Regions from separate parts of the Rattus norvegicus genome. Here all the other regions are linked to region 3. Evidence: chromatin contacts called from public Hi-C data. All regions are on one chromosome and are shown on one strand. The core of a region is the stretch at or near the end of the contact, and the rest is flanking DNA. Distances in the headings are between cores, read along the strand shown.

What was found. A called contact is a pair of places that touch in the nucleus more often than the background predicts.
Region 1: a Hi-C map of kidney shows a contact between it and region 3, with 4 times the contacts expected there. The contact joins the enhancer-like site here to the promoter of Plk2 in region 3. A contact is called at or near these places in 5 of 12 Hi-C or Micro-C datasets (Schwann cells, kidney, liver and 2 more).
Region 2: a Hi-C map of liver shows a contact between it and region 3, with 2.8 times the contacts expected there. The contact joins the enhancer-like site here to the promoter of Plk2 in region 3. A contact is called at or near these places in 2 of 12 Hi-C or Micro-C datasets (liver and psoas muscle).
Region 4: a contact with region 3 is called in a Hi-C map of prefrontal cortex, with 6 times the contacts expected there. The contact joins the enhancer-like site here to the promoter of Plk2 in region 3. A contact is called at or near these places in 2 of 12 Hi-C or Micro-C datasets (frontal cortex and prefrontal cortex) and 1 of 1 datasets of contacts at active chromatin or transcription factors (oligodendrocytes).

The regions. Positions count from the first base shown.
Region 1 is chr2:43,880,106-43,882,805 of GRCr8, reverse strand. No RefSeq gene overlaps it. Among named protein-coding and RNA genes, the nearest start is that of Plk2, 180 kb to the right of the region's middle. Within about 2 kb of position 1,400, at least 10 of the 93 cell types and tissues checked have an H3K27ac peak or open chromatin away from gene starts, as enhancers often do.
Region 2 is chr2:43,842,272-43,844,971 of GRCr8, reverse strand. No RefSeq gene overlaps it. Among named protein-coding and RNA genes, the nearest start is that of Plk2, 140 kb to the right of the region's middle. Within about 2 kb of position 1,296, at least 1 of the 93 cell types and tissues checked has an H3K27ac peak or open chromatin away from gene starts, as enhancers often do. A contact at or near this core is called in liver, where this site is marked.
Region 3 is chr2:43,701,105-43,703,804 of GRCr8, reverse strand. Plk2 (polo-like kinase 2) reads right to left here and starts at 1,269. Exons shown (of 14, transcript NM_031821.2): 1 at 881-1,269; 2 at 180-287; 3 at 1-33. The coding sequence starts at 1,141.
Region 4 is chr2:43,938,712-43,941,420 of GRCr8, reverse strand. No RefSeq gene overlaps it. Among named protein-coding and RNA genes, the nearest start is that of Plk2, 240 kb to the right of the region's middle. Within about 2 kb of position 1,275, at least 41 of the 93 cell types and tissues checked have an H3K27ac peak or open chromatin away from gene starts, as enhancers often do. A contact at or near this core is called in prefrontal cortex, where this site is marked.

The DNA of each region.
Region 1 (2,700 bases), core at 151-2,650, 180 kb before region 3:
AGCTTGAAAATGCTTGTTCTGCAGCCATCCATGGAATTGTGATCTACTGTTATCAACGGAGAAAATCATCTCAAACTGTTGTTGTTCAGAGCTCTTCCCCTCTGGGCCAGCTCTCCTGACAGCACCTGCTGGGTGACTGAGGAGAAAAGGTCATGAGAAAGTAAACAGCTCCACAACCATTTCCTGAGCCATCCTGATCTTGTCCTTCAAGATGGATGGCAGTCTGCAGCTGAACCTGTTATTAATAGCACACAGACGTAACTGGGTGGCACCCGTGAGCCTCGGCATAGGGCATGGTTTGATTATCTGATGTTGGTCCTGCTCAGAAGCTGATGCCCGCACTGGGGCTAGGCTTACTCTCTTAGACTCCCTGCCCCAGACTCTCATCTCTGGCTGTCTTTCTTTCCTTGCAGTCAGGTAAGAATCTGTCCAGGTTGACATTCTGTTATTTGTATTGGAGAAAGCACTGTATTAAGCTGATTTTAGACTGGATTTGGTTTAACACAGTTTTTCAAATCACATTCAACCTTGTTTGAGGGGGATTCAATCTGGGGTGTATCCTTCACTGTTGGACTCTCATCAACATGGAATCCTTAGACAGGTATATGATTGTTTCAATCTATATCTGACCAAAGGGCCAAGTTTGTGAAAACACTATTTCCTTCTAAGTTCACCACCAGGGACATTGAAACAAATCCATATGTAGCCTTCTCTGATCATCCAAAGATTTCTTGTAAATTCATGAGCCATGACAAAGCCCAGAAGAACAGATATAATCCATGTGATACCATATTCCAGAAAATGCCAAAGGATTGTTTTAAAAGGTAGTATTTGATGGTGATGTTATGATTTTTCTTTTTCTTTTCCCATCAATTACAGGCTGTAAGAAAATCTACAAAGTGTCTCCAAAAGAAATGCTAAGTCACACACACACACACACACACACACACACACACACACACACACACACACACCCCTGTGGTAACTTGTTTTACTTGTTGGAGTCCTAATAGCAAAGATTATATCTTCCCATTCTTCTGATGAGGACTTTGAGGAAGTTGGTGTAGCTGTCAACAACATGGTGTGTGTGTGTGTGTGTGTGTGTGTGTGTGTGTGTGTGTGTGTGTGTATGTGTTGAATATCTTGCACACATTTAGACAGGTGCATATTTAGAAGCTTGAATGAAGGACAGAGGGCATCCCTGTGTCTCAGACTTTCCAACTGTGCTGCCCTTGTATATAAGGGAAGGGCTAGCCCAGAATTAAGATCTGCCTGGGGAGGGTAGGAAGATGAGGGAGTCCCCACCCTGTGACCTTATCAGCTGCCTTCAACCTGTGAGAACGGTTATTCCCAGTCCTATTGTTCAGCACTTCCTGATCCTGCTTGCTCCCTCTGACTCACCACACATGAAATCATAGCTAAGAAAGCTTCAAAGGGACTGTGGAAATCCTTAGACACACACTGTTCAAATGATGAATAGTGTCGACCATAGAGGGACTAAACAGAGCCATGTTTATCATGAGTTGTGCTATGTGAAGACATAGTCTCCAAATAGAGGCCAGGGTCTGGGGAAGCTTCTACTTCTCTTGGGTCTAGACCCAACTATCTCTTCAGTTCTGCATAGGTGTAATGCTCTAGCAGAAATGAGTCTCTTGTTCTTCTTTGTATGTGGTGTGATTTTGAGCTTTTTCCTCTAAATTTCACTGTCATTTGTTCAATCTGTCTTTTTCTGCCATGTTTCCTGACATAGCCCATTACTGGAAACCTGCTGAAATACTGAGTTTTAGGCAAGAACTGTCCTTGACATCACATAATAAATTTAGCCATGCTTCCTGTCTCTTAAAGGGGTATTCAAATCCACTGTATCCACTTCTAGAGTACCATGCTGACATGCTCCTCCCAACTCAAAGCATTAGGCACTTACTTTTTGGCAGGAGCAGAGGACAGGTTGAAAGAGTCTGGCTTTGCATCCAACCAGCTTACATTCACTGGGTAACTTAGCTGACTTTGAATTCACTACATAGCCCAGGTTGTTCTCAAGTTCATGTTCCTTTGGTCTTAGCCTCTCATCTTTAGTAGAAATATTTTAATTTCCTAGAAAATAGTTAGGGTTTAAACTGAGCATTGAGACTGGAGGAACACATTGTTTAAACTAGAGAGGCTCAGAAACACCCAGACTCTACCTACCCAGTTTGTAAGATCAGCCAAAAACCAAATGCTAGCTCATTGCTTGTTCTTTTTATCTTGTTCATAAAGGAGGCAGGGGATTCCCAGATCACACTGACAAATAAACTTACTGGACAGGGCCCTCATGGGCCCCACCCCTCCCTGAGGGACAATGACAATTAAAGGTTTCTGGGGAGAAGGTGTCATTTTCTCCAGTGGTGAAGCCAGTGATGAGTCAGTCTTTGCTCTGGTAAACAGTCAGCCATGCTCAGGGTAGAAACTGATTAGACTCAATGGAGGACACACAGAAAGAAGAGTTGAAAGTGGGAGGGCACTAGATGGGGGGGAAGGGGGAGGAGAAAGGGAGGAGGGGGAAGGTGGGAGTGGGATCCACTATGAGATAGACAGGGATGGGAAAAGGGCAAGGAGAAGAAGCAATATGAAGTTAGGGAAATTCATTATATAAATGAATGAAACTGTCAAACAATTTAAAAGAAGACTATGTCCCCAGTAGAAGATTAACAACATCTTTAT
Region 2 (2,700 bases), core at 47-2,546, 140 kb before region 3:
TTACCGGAGAAGGAGAGAGGGCTCACTGTACAAACATTACTCAGAGAGCTCTAAGCTACAGCTGAAAGTAAGACTATCTGGTGGACATTCACACAGGCATATGACTGAGATCACAGTGATAAAAGCCAATGAAGGGATTCTGAATTTTTTTTTCATCATGAAGAAATAACAAATGTTTGTGGAGTTATAGAGCTCCAGCCTGATTTAAGCATTGTAGAATACATCCACATATTGTACAGAGAACCCTGATCGTCATTTATGTAAGTTAAAAATAATAGAAAAATTAAATATTTCTTATCTTTCTCTCAACTGCAAAGGCCTTCTTAGGCATGCTCCTCCTTTTCAACTTAATGATATTCAGATTCCTTTGAGGTGGGAAAAATAACAATTTACCCACTAATTACTTCCTCCTTGGTGGATCTGAGGCTCAAAAATTAGTGAGGTTTACTGTACCTGGAAAGACCTTGGTTATAAATGTGCCATAAAAAACAGCATTCATAAAACAATTTTGGGTTACTTAAGGATTTTGTGCAGGGCTAGAGAATCAAATGGGAGCTACGTAGTAACTACGTACAAAACCCATTACAGAGCTCACACAATGCAGACCCCCATCTCACTCCCCAACACCACGTGATGTTCTGATCTGAAGAGATACTTGCTCTAGTCCTTGTGCTGTCAGCTCTGAACCACAGAGTCACCTGTCAGCTTGCATTCCAGAGTGCAATGTAAGTCACGGGATTTACCTCTCCTAGTACTTCTAGTCCCTATCTGGAGATAAGGTTGGGTCTGATGGGCTGGGTCAGTGACCTATTGCTCAGTTTCAAAAAATAAATAAATGAATAAGGAACCCTCTAGTTGGTGTTTTCTGTGATAAAGGACAGAAAGTTACACAACAGAGACTTTTTAAACACTGTCATTCAGACACAAGCAGGGGATTTGCTTTTAGTGTTTAAAACTGACTAGGAACTTTGAAGTATTCTCCTATCATAGTTATTAGATCCTGGTTAAGAGACATTCTTTAAGATGATACTATGTTGATGTTTTTCCGAGGGGTGTCCAGCAAATTCTCCCCTGCCCAAAACAAGGAAGTTAATGGAAATGGGGCCTAGACAGGGTCAGAACATTGCTGGGTAGTCAGAACCAGAACTCTAGGGGCAAGAAGCCTCATACGGAACATGGAGGATCCAAAGTAGAAGCTCAGAGGTTTTTGTTTGTTTGCTTGGCTTAGTTTGGTTTGGTTTGTTAAGTGAAATGCTCTTGCAACATCTGGGAGAAAGGTGACGAGAACAAGCAGGCACCTGGTGATTCCTTCCCTGGGGTGAAACCCTATGAGGAAATTACTTTGGTTATAATGAATCTTGGGCCATCTAGGAGCTGGGAGGCAAAATGTGGCAATTCTACTCTAAACCAAATTTTCAAGACATTCCATCACAACCTGCAGAAGGAAGAAGCAAGCCTATGAGTCTCCACGCGACTACGACAGAACGAAAGGAACCAGCTCTAGGGCAAGACAAGAAGGGACAGCAGAGAGCAAAACATTAAAAACAGAATTCAGCAGAGTGAAGAAACAACAAATTTGTTCACCCTACGTAGATGGTAGACATGGGAACTGTAGGAAGAAAGCTGGAATGACTGTCGTATTAGGAAAAAGAAGACAAATACAAAAAATAATTGACAACAGTACACTTTCAAAATGAACATGTCAGAAACCCTCAGGTTTCTAAATCTGAAGATATATTTGTTGAAAATTTTAAATGAATATGTCAAGAGGAAAGGATCAAAATTGAATAAAGTTAATAGACAGAAATATATATATATTTGAATTTGTTATGTAAAATAGATACCAAAAAGTAGGTTAAAAGCAATGAAAGTGACATTATAATTCAGAGGAAATTAAATATAACTACAACTAATTAGGACCTCGAGAGGAAAGAAGAGAGGTAATAGAAAGATGGTGATGGTCATGTAAACTATAAAGGTTTGGTCAGAATATATTTTCTCAACTGATGAAGCACAACTTATTGAAAAAGGGAAAAGGAAATTTTATCTGTAGATATATTCTGGTGAACTGAAGAGCATATTATATAAAAGAGGATATTTTAAGGCAGACAGACAACACAAAAGGATAGGATAAGTACAGAATTCATAAAAGATCTAGAAGGCAGGAGTGATGAGATAATTATTAGGAAGGCGAACATTCAGCTTCAACTTAGAACTGTGTGTTGGGAATGAAGACGAACTGTGATGTTTACAGATAATGGAAAGTAGAGCAAAAGACTCACAAGACAGTAGCTGCAAGGGAAGCTTTCAAGGAAGTACTTTAAGAAAAACCAGTGATGCCAGTTCCTACCTGCTCAGAGAGCTGAAAACCAGACGCCAGGAGCACCTACACACCTGAGAGCAGAGGTAAGACCAACTTTTCTGCTACAAGTGACCTGCCTCGTGGACTCAGGAAACACAAAGGCAGAAGTCCTCTTGGACAGAGCACTTCTGGTTTCTGGCTGTGCCCAGAAACCGGAACTGATCCCATCCCACAGCACCCTGCTCCCAAGTCCCATGGGGAAGAGAGCTGAACACCCAGAAGTGCGGACTTTCTGAGATGGCAGGACAGACTGCCACTTCTGTCCACCTTTGCCCACATCCCTGGCCCAAGAGGAAACTGCAGAGTAGCCTCTGGATACAGGAATATAGGAGCAGTCA
Region 3 (2,700 bases), core at 20-2,519:
CAGGATTCTGTGAAGCTCAATTTCTTTGTCGATCTAAGGAAAAAAAAAGCAAGATAAGGCTTATTAGCCTCTCGTCTTGTCTGGAGAGACAGTGCTTACACATTCAGAAGACATTTTTCTAACAGGGTAGGGCCATCCCTGCACACAAAGAAAATACTTTACTCAACAGTCATACGCACCTTTTCCCTTTGATGAGGTTTAGCTACTCTGCTGTGAGGGATAATTTTTGCAGCGTAGACTTTGTTGTTTGTCAGATCTGTCATTTCGTAACACTTTGCAAATCCACCCTGGGAGGAAACAAAGGCGAGATGGAATTGAGCATGACAAAAAGAAAAAAGAAAAAAAAAAAGAAAAAAGAAAAAAAAAACCCGAAGGACCAACGTTTAAAATAAGTGATTATCAAGAAAAAAAATGGGGGGCGGGAGCAAAAAATTGAGGAACAGAGAGGGTGGGCAGAGCGAAACAATCTGCTTTGTAAAATGGTTTTTCAGGAAGGGAAAGGCATTCCTGGAAACCAGTCCAGTTTTCTCGTTTCCCCTTTACAACGAACTCTAAGGAGAAGGGAATGGAAGGGAGAAAGGGTGGAAAAATGCCCTCTGAAGAAATTTGACAGGCTAGCTCCCCCGGGATCAGGTAGTGAGAGCCCGGGTCAAGGTAGAACGTCCTGAGTCCTCCTTCGTAGACTGGGAGGAAAACAGACTGAGGATGCACACCGGATCCCCAGCGCTCAGAAGCCCAGGAGGGCAGGAGTGGGACCTATGTCGCTCAGGGAACTAGACAGCTGAAGGAGCGAGAAAAGCGGGCGCTGAGTCCCGGCTCGCTCAGCTTGCCCGGGCAGCCCGCCCTCCCGCCCCGCAGCCTGGCGCCCGCGGCTCCTCACCTTGCCCAGCACTTTGCCCCGGCAGTAGCGCTTCCCCGTCGTGGGGTCGACTATAATCCGCGAGATCTCGGGTCCGGAGTGAGAATGGTGATGATGGTGGTGTGGGGCCGCCGGGGTCACCTGGGCTTGGGACTGCCCGTCTTCAGAAGGCTGCTGCGGTCGCTTCTTCTTTGAGTCCCCGCCGCAAGCTTTGCCCAGCGCCTGCTCGCACATCTTGGTGCCGGCGGCCGGCTGGTAGGTGATAGTCCGCAGGAGCTCCATCGTTGCCTCGCTACCCGACACTACCTACTGCCACCTCCGAGGCGCGGACACGCGTCCGGTCTAGCCCTGTCCCTCGAGCCCCAATCGCTCTCCCTACTCTCTAGTCCGACGTCCGGCTCCTCTTCTGCGAGCGAGAGCCAGCAGCGAAGCTTTAAATACGCGCCTGCTGGGTGGGGCGGGGCCTCGTGACGTCACGAAGAGGGCTCCACCCACCCGCCCTGGAGTGCGCACTGTGGATAGATGCGGGGTAGCTGCGTGGCTATCGCGGGCTTTGGCCTGGCTTGGAGGCGGCGGTACGCAAAGCTCCCGCGTTTCGTCGAGTGCCCTTACTTTGGGCGTAGAAAACAGAAACTCAAGGGCGAACGCCCTGTCTCGGTTCTGGCCCGGTGGGGATGCGGGGTAGCAGCCAGGCGAGAGGCAAGGTTGGCACTGCCCTCCTGACAGCCGTGCAACCCGACACGGGTGTCATCCAGCGAGCCACTCGTGGCTGCACAGGGAGACACGAAGCGCTTGGGGACCTCGGCCACCTCCACCTAGACTCCAGTCTAGGACCCCGTGGACGGGGAGGCTCAGTGGCTGGCCCCGCGGAACCCGGCACCAGGCAGACTCAGAGCAGCTGAGGAACGAGGTGCAATCCTGGTCGGAGATCCGGGTGACCTGCTGTGGCGTGGGAAGTATCTGAGCTCCCTGCAGCCTCTTCCTTTCGCCTGATAAGTGACCCCTGTCAGAGGCCAGGCTCTTAACCTTGGAGAGGAGCGAGGACTTGACGCCCGGCGAAGGTTTGGTACGCAACAAGTCTAAGCAAGATCGCCATCCTGTGGAATTTTTCAGAAAAACGATTAACGGTCTGAGTGGGCCGAGGTTCGTTAGCAGCAACTTGAGCTTCAACAGTAACGCTAAACGTGTTCTGTTGCTAATTATGATTTTACAGTTGAAGTCATCTATGACTTCTTGTTCCAACTAGGTGATTCAGATTGCGTGGATCTCATGTCACTAAGCGATGTCACCGCCCTGGTACAGAGTCAATCCAAGGTCCCACTGTGGGGTAAAGCAGAAAATGAAGGCAGCTGAGCTAAAGTGTGGCTGTCAACAAGCTCGATTTTACTGTTCATTTCTAATAACTCAGAGACTTATCCTTCTTTCTTCCAACGGCAGTGGTGCCAGCGCTTCTGGAGTACTGTTCACTGGGGAATTAAACTCTGGTAGCTATTTCGAAATGTCTCTATCATCTTAATACAATCCCGAATCAGAAATACGGCCATATTAGAGGAGGGAAAAATATTTTCCTTCTACCCTTCTAAATTATCGCTGTGGTTCCTCAAACAGGGCAGAGTAAGTGCAGAAACATAAGCTTATTCCTTCACAGCGAAACGAGTACCCTCCGACGTGGCTTGGAATTGAGCTTTGAATGCCATCGGAGGCAAAACACGAGTGTGGGGAAAGACAGGAAAGGAAGAAAATAACCAGGGAGTAAATAACCTAGACCTTTGTTACTGTTTTTCACCGAGAAGATTGTTACTTAGAATCATTGTTTTTGTCTAGTTCGGGGGACTTTCTCA
Region 4 (2,709 bases), core at 26-2,525, 240 kb before region 3:
AAAATGTAAATGTATGAAGAAGTTTTATATTTTATTTTATATTTTATTATATATAATCAATTATATTTAATTACACATTTTATATTATATATTCATAATATACTATATAAAACATATATCTAAATATGTGTTTAATTATATATTAATTATACATTAAAATAATATATTTTATATTTGATTATAAAATAAAATCTATATTTAAAAAAAGATTTTAAATCTATATTTAAAAGTATAACTTTCAAATTTGAAAGAGACTTTAGAGGTTATCCAATCTAGTCTGATTCTCTAATGAGGATTTTTTTTTTAGTTTCCTGAATAGATCCTGATTGTGAGAGAACCACCACTAAGACCCACTTGATCAGACCATTCTGTTACATTACCTTTTGTTACACATGAAAACCTTCCCAGGCCTGACAGAATCTCACTGAGGAATGCCCGGTGGCTCTCACCTTGGAGAAAGAATACTTTCCATTATCTGTGTGGGCTACATTTCTCTCCAGACCCTCCTAGCATCCTTGTAGCCATAGAGATAAAACTACTGGCATTTATATACAGCAATACCTAGCATCCCGGCATTGGTAGGTTCTCAATAAATGCATGATAATAGGTAGGAATAAGAGAAAGATAATTTGCATTTGTTTGGGATCCATGAATATGTTCATGCATATTCACTAATCAGGATGAGTTAGCCTTATATAACAGAGAACCCTAGTGTTTCCATGGTAATCTTCCATTTACCAGCAGCAATGGGTTGAATCCTCATCCCCCAAAACCTTCTAACAATTCTCCAAAGTTTAGTCTGCTACAATCTCTTTCTCCTCTGACCTAGAACCAGGGGCTTAGTTTAAGTGTCCAAACAGAATTGACAGAGGGCTGCCTTCCCCTTTCCACCTTACCTATACTTCTTCATTTCTTTTCCATGCTTCAATGTGTCACTGGCAACCTGTTAGTAATGCTGCAGGTGTCCTGGTTCTGAAGACACAGCAGCGTTTGGCCATGCACACAAGGAGTACATTCAGGGCCACCACTCTATATGACAGTTCAGACAAAGGGCATGGGACATGTGTCAGGGCAGCCATCTCTACTGATGCAGTCCACAGGAGCCTTTGTAATTGTGTCTGTGCAAAGAAACAGTTTGGCTGGCATCGAGCTTGCTATAATTCTCTGATCCTGTGTCAACCCCCCCACTTCTGCTCTCCCTCCTCCTCAGCAGCCTCCTCCTCCATGCCACTGGTGCATTCATGCGTCATTTGCAACCTCTCACCGTGGCTGGAACATCTCCGCGTCTATGAATAGATTTAACAGCCTCCTTCACGCTTCCTCTTAGGGCTGGACTGACTCAGCTACCCTGAGAACAGAGAGCACTTTGATTGACAGCCGGCTTTACCATCCTCTGTTTCCACAATGTGAGGCAGGAAAGAGAATATGGCTTACAAGAAACCCTCCCGAAATAATAAATCCAGCCCAGCGAAAGAACAGAGAAACAAAAAGAAACACTGTTCCAGCTAGGACGCCGGAGTAGGTGGTTGTAGATAAAATGATAATTTAGGATATGAAATTCACGATTTGAAAAAAAAAAGATTTGGCTTTGATCTAGAGATTAGAAATTGCTTCCCCTGAGAAAAGATACTTACAGATGCAATTTGCAAAGTAGCCAGGCAGAGGGAAACAGGATTCACAGCAGGCAAATCCAGGTCACCTGGGCTTACGTGATGAATACTTATTGTGTAGCACACTGAATTCACAGCTACTACCTTTAATTAGTAACAAGAACACAGTCAGTCATGGCAGCAGGCAGCTGCAGAACCTGCCGCTGGCCCTCAGAGGACCGGGACCATGTCTGGCTCTGGAGGACACAGCTGCTTTTCAAACCCTGAATGTGTGGGAACAAACCCGGCTTGAGATTTCTGTAGTCGGAAACCAACCAGGGAGGTTTTTCCAGAAAGAGATAAGTTCATGACTGTTTATTAATAGGACACTAGATTCACCCGATAGAAATGTTTGGTAGTGACTGCTTAATTGTTCTCAGGCAGTAATTACTGCAATTAAGAACCTGCAACATTGCAAAACCTCGTCTAGACTAGTATTAAAAAGAACCTGTTGGTGATTGCTTTTTGCTGGAGAGAACAGATAAACAGTGTACCTGTGAGTTGCACTCAAGTGTTTACAAGGAATCCATCCTCCGGGTCTTCTCCCCGACTAACAGCCTTGAACTTGAGGTATTCTGGGTAGCACAATCACCATGCAAGTGCATACAATGATCCCTTTATTAACCCATATCTCCAACATGTGCTACCTACCCTATTAAAAAATAAGGTGGCCATTCCCCCAGGAATGACTCCTAATAGTTTGGAAGCAAGTTGTTTCCTTCATCTGGAGATCCTACTTGGAAGCAAACTGAAATGAGAAAAGAGACAGTAGGGCTCAGAAGAATAGCAGGAAAGACCCTCATCTCCAAAGACAGTGCAAAGCCCAGCAAGCTCCCTGAGGAGGTGGTACCTCTTAAGAAGTCTCATCTGGGGGTTGGGGATTTAGCTCAGTGGTAGAGTGCTTGCCTAGCAAGCTCAAGGCCCTGGGTTCGGTTCTCAGCTCCGGAAAAAAAGAAAGAAAGAAAGAAAGAAAGGAAGGAAGGAAGGAAGGAAGGAAGGAAGGAAGGAAGGAAGAAAGAAAGAAAGAAAGGAAGGAAGGAAGAAAGAAAGAAGTCTCATC